Linked DNA regions of Triticum aestivum: region 2 is linked to region 1. Evidence: chromatin contacts called from public Hi-C data. All regions are on one chromosome and are shown on one strand. Each heading gives the region's core, a stretch centred on a gene start, on an enhancer-like site or on the middle of the called end of the contact. The rest is flanking DNA. Distances are from core to core; before and after follow the strand shown.

Evidence for each region. A called contact is a pair of places that touch in the nucleus more often than the background predicts.
Region 2: a Hi-C map of leaf shows a contact between it and region 1, with 9 times the contacts expected there. The contact joins the enhancer-like site here to the promoter of LOC123056255 in region 1. A contact is called at or near these places in 4 of 5 Hi-C or Micro-C datasets (leaf and an unstated tissue).

The regions. Positions count from the first base shown.
Region 1 is chr1A:458,687,835-458,690,534 of IWGSC CS RefSeq v2.1, forward strand. It overlaps LOC123056255 (protein root UVB sensitive 6), which reads right to left and starts at 1,445. Exons shown (of 13, transcript XM_044479906.1): 1 at 1,015-1,445; 2 at 205-303; 3 at 11-124. The coding sequence starts at 1,371.
Region 2 is chr1A:458,780,356-458,783,055 of IWGSC CS RefSeq v2.1, forward strand. No RefSeq gene overlaps it. Among protein-coding and RNA genes, the nearest start is that of LOC123056255, 92 kb to the left of the region's middle. Within about 2 kb of position 1,441, at least 1 of the 8 cell types and tissues checked has an H3K27ac peak or open chromatin away from gene starts, as enhancers often do. A contact at or near this core is called in leaf, where this site is marked.

The sequences.
Region 1 (2,700 bases), core at 195-2,694:
AACACTTCACCTTGAGTATCCAGTTAATAGCCACAGCACCAGACGTAGCCCTGCTTTGTGAGACTCCTACGGAGTTTAACAAGGCTCTTGTTGTAAATACACTCATTGCGCCGCCAAAGAAATGCTGAAAAGTCAAAAGCAGGATTAAACAAGATATTCAAATCTAGTAAATGATGGAACTGAGCATAAATCTGATCAATATACCTTCAGTGCCCTCCATGTCATGTATGGAACATATGAAGGAGCCACGCTGTCTGGAAAACCTTCAGGCACAACATATGACCTTATGAAGGACATAATTTCCTGCAATTGCACAGTTACATAGCATCATCATTGTAGTTCATCAAGCCCCCATGATCAATGAACAAGACCTTAAAAAACCATGATGTGCCTAGCAACAGTAATTAAAAAATCTCAAGGTGTCTCCGCACCAACTAGGAAGCAACTCTAGTTTCCTCATTTTGTCTGTATATTGCAACTTTGCTCCTGAGCAAAGGCCCTAGACTAGATAACCTCAAATCAAATGTGCAGTGACACAAAACAACAACACTAGCATTTCCATGAAAGCATAAGTTAACCAAATGGAGATAGAAGTGATCACTAAATGATGAAACTTAAAATTATAATTGCAGGTCAATTAGGGCGAATCACAAATGAACAAGTAGTGAACCAGTCTAACATTTCTAATTCAACTAATTGAATCAGCAGCCAGCGAGAGACAAAAAACAACCAACGAAGAGACTACTACTCCGTTATTCCTCGAGCAAACACATACAGCCTACAATTCTGGATCCGCACGCGCAAAATCGAAAAATATCCCCACAACAACCCACGTACAGGTACAATTAACAACGCCTTACCCTAAAAAAACAATCACGCCTTGACACATCCTAAACAGAACTCGCATCGCACCAAATCCAGCAATCCCGCTAAATTAGGATCTAGGCATGCGGCGACAGCCACACGCGTGGGCACAGCAATCGCCAATCAAATAGCGCCGGTGGTGGAAATTACCTCGGCGGGCGGCAGCGGGGACTGGAGCGGCACGGCCCTGAAGGTGGCCCCCACCGGCGCAGCGGAGCCGCCCCTGGCCCTGGCGCTGACCCTCCCCGTCTTCCCGGCGGAGGACGCGGCGCCCTCGACGACGTAGCTCCACCGCCTGCCTTCCACCTCCTCGAAGCACAGGACCCCGTCCACGGCGGCCGCGGGGGCCGGCGCCGGCGTCGCCGGCGCCCTCGGGGGCAGCTCGGCGTCCCTGAGGGCGCCGCGCACCGCGTCCCTCACGGCGACCCCCTGCGGGGGCAGCGTGATGGTCTGCGTGGCCGTCGCCGCCGCCGCCGCCGGCCGCTTGAGCCCCATCGCCGGAGCCATCGCGGTGGTGCGGGGGTGGGTGGCTGGGGGGTGAGATTTAGATGGGTTTGCGAGTGGTGAGCGATACAGCGAGGCAGTCTCGCCGAGGAGAGAGAGGAACCACTTTATACCCCCGAGGCCGGGGGGAAATACTGGGGAGACTCCGCAGCCCGGCACGCCCGCGGACGCTACGTCGCAGCGCGGTCCGCCGTGCCGCTGAGACGTGGGTCCGGGAGTGTCGTGCGCCCACAGTGTCATCGGGGTAGGAGGAAGCCGGGTGGCGCGTGGACGGGTGGTCGGCTGCTGGTGCCAGCTTGCGCGGGCTGCTACGCGTACCGCTGTGATGCCCCGTCATGGGCGGCACTGTGGGACCGGATGGTGTGTGGGGCCCTTGGTTCAGTGGGTAACGGATGCTTGTGGGGCCACGAGGGGTGGGGGGCGGCTGCTGGGCAGTTGGCTGGTGCACCGTTGGAATAGAGGGGGGGAGGAAATGGTGGGGCTTAAATTTGGCTTGTGATATTTGTGCTTCGTTTCGATTATTTTTTCGTGGCGTCGGGGCGATATGGTCTGTGAGACGCTGCTCTCAGCAATGGGACACGCCATGTGTGGTTGTTTCGGAGAGACAGAACATGTGCGTCGTTCGGAATTTGTCTTGCTCTTCGGGATTTTTTATAAACGGCGTGTTATTACTACTAAAGCATGAACGTGACGAATAAACATGGGGAACTGGGTGTGCCTCGACCGTCCGAACAGCAACTGATCGCGCGCCGTGCAACAACCTCCTACCACTCACGTGCGCTTTTGTAACGTGGGTTGTGTTGCAACACAGTCTAGCTTGAGATGGATTGTGTTACAGACCTACGAGGTCGAGGGACGGTCGAGAAGTGTTTGCAACACCAGCGCAAGCAAAAACGGTCAGCTGCAAACGCCGAGTGCTACATGGGTCATGTTGCAAACCCCTGAGCGCAACATGCGTCATGCTGCAAATGGTGGGTCATAGTTGAATGACCGGCGCAGACAACTCTCTCGCGCGGGATCCAACGTCTCTGGAGATGGCTGATTTGATCCCCGCGTTAGTCAGCCGACGCGTAGCGCGTGCCATAAAACATCTTCTTTTTGCAGTAGCATAATTTTCATGGAAACACTGAGGATGAGATGGTAGAAACAGACAAGACATGATGGTCGATCGTGAGGTGACGAACATTACCTATTCGTCATGCACCTGTCCGAAACCGAAAATAGAAAGCATTTGCATGTTTCGCAATCTTCAACTTTAACATCCTGTTTTCTAAACACCTCCCCGATATTAAGATAGCTCCTCCCAAGTAACGTCTCAACAAGGGTATGACA
Region 2 (2,700 bases), core at 191-2,690, 93 kb after region 1:
CCGACTCGCCGATCCGGCCGATGAAGACGTGAATTTCGCCGAAGGGGACCCTGTACCCGTACTCGATTGAGCCGGTCTCGGGGCCCCAGCCTTCGTCGTCGATGTAGATCTTGCCGCGACGACTCTTGGTCATCCGGCCCACAGCGTATCCCTTGAGCCCTTCGAAGTTGTCATTCAAGAACTCAAATCCGTCGTGCGCTGGCCCCATGGTGGGCACCAACTGTCGTGGAATTGACACGGCAGATGTCCTAGAGCAAGGACTTAGTCGTAGGGCCATCGCACTAGGAAGCTTGAAGGGGTTAATCGGGACAAAGAACACGAGAGAGTTTTATACTAGTTCGGCCCCTTACGATGAAGGTAAACGCCTACGTCTAGTTGGAATTGGTATTGCTGAGGTTTCGACTTCCAAGAGGCTCAACTCGCCGGCTTGGTTATCGACTTGGTTGTTTCTTGTCCTAAACCGTCACCGGGTCGTCCCCTTATATACACGGGTTGACGCCAGGTGGCCTACAGAGTCCCGGCGGGCTCATAATCTTGTCCGGCTCGGTTACTTTCTTTACATGTCTTTCTGTACAAGTATTTCCTTACATGTGGCGGTTTACTTACAATATCGGGCCTCAAGCCGGGCCCAGGCCTTTGAGCCTTCTATAAGACTTAATAAACTATAAACTTGGATGTTTACTGAGCGTCTTGCGTAACCCGCCATTGAAGCTGACCTAGCCCCTCCTGGACGGGTCTCAACTGATAGTAATATCCCCAACATCGTGGAAAAAGAAAAAGAATAGTAGTATATTTTTGTCGCGTAACTTGACTTTTGCTGGCCAAAAAGATGGTCAAATTTGAACCTCAAAAATAAGTGTGTGCCTTGTAAATATGAAGGGAGGGAGTAATACTTTGAAGAAAAAGATGACCAGAGTCAAATACGAACGAGAACAAGCCACATCTGTGTCACAATATGTAAGTACCAACTTTGATTTTGTTTTTGCGAATTCGTAATATTGAAGTGCCACAGTTTTGGTACACTAAACACCTTCCGTGCGCCCTACAAAAAAAAAATCTTTTATAAGGAGGAATGCAGGCCAACAATGTCACTACATAACTACAGTATAATTTGTCAGTGTTCTGCTTGCAATAGGGACATTTCACAATCAACGTCTTGCTCCCTTGAAATGTCCCTTTTTCCTTTTCGCGAGGCCTGCTCGTTTGTCATCTTGTACACTTTAAAACCGATCATCAAATACAAACGAAATTGAATGGCCGAATTTTCGGCCACCACCCAATCTTTATACATGTCGTTATCTTAAGAATTCAGTGAAAACGAAAGAAAAATTATTTTGAGCCTCTTTCTCTCTTTGATTTTTCCGGCTACCTAGAGGCCATGCATTTATAAGCCGCCAACGCTCATGTTCCGTGTATGGTTGGCAATGGGGCGATGCTGACTTGGCAGAGGATGAGGTATTACCCACGCCGCTGACCAATGCCGTGCCACTATGCCAGGGTGCAGCTCCCAGCTGTCCAGTTTTGGATATCTCGACATGTGTAGTGGACGGGTCAAAAGAAAATTCGGAGCAACCTTTTTCTTTTTCTTTTTCTAAGCAAGCTGTGCGTGTTTGAACAATGCAATTTTTGCACAAGCTGGGGGACATGAAAAGCCTTTTTTTTAGCATCAGTACAGACACAAGTGCTCATATACACGCGCATACACTCATCCCTATGAACGCACACACGCACACCCTACCACTATAAGCACCCCTGAGAGACTGAGCCGGTATATCATCTTGAGATTTACAAAGTCATTGTAGGCACCTTATCGTCGACGGGAACGTCTCCTCCCACTAAAAGCGCATCGCCGGAAATCCTGAAATAAATTCAGGAATAATGCGAGCACCAGGATTTGAACCCTGGTGGATTGAGGATACCACTGTCCACCTAACCATCTCAACAACAGGTTGGTTCGCTAAAAGCCTATTCTTTTTGGCAAATAATGAAAAGCCTTTTTTAACAAGCTTCAGTTTGAACGGGCTATAGATTAGCAGCGTTAGGTCCGCCTTGAACAAGAAAAATGCTTTTGTACAGCCTTCGGTTTGAGTGAACTGGGGCGACGTTAGGTCCGTTGTTGTGCAAAGCATGTGGGAATATATATTCCTTGTAAACAAGGTTGAAGGTAGGGCAATGTTTTGCTGCAATTCTTTACTATTTCGTGCCACGCAGTTTTAGTTAAAGATTGCTTGTTTTTAGGGATAACACCAAGTTTTATTGTTTAAATCCACACGATGTGGGATACAAATGGGATCATGGAGATGGACCAACCAAATGTGTCGTCCCTGATCAAAAGAATAAGAAAACTTGGCTAACCTATCTGCATCAACGTTGGCAACTCTACCTTCATAACTGAATGTACAATTGAACATTAAAGCTCTACTCTTAATCTCGCTCATAATGTTACTATATGCGGCGTTGCTTCCATTATGAATATCTTTGACAATAATCTTTGAATCCGATGTGACAATGAAATTACGCAACATCATATCCTCCGCAAGAGATAGCGCCTCCCGGCACGCTATGGCTTCCAGGGTCGCAACATCGTTGATCCCGTGAACCACCAAGGAAGAGTTGCCCAAATAATTCCCCTCCGCGTCGCGACAAACAACAATTGAGGCTCCACTTATGTGACTTCGCGCGGTACCTGCATCCACGGGA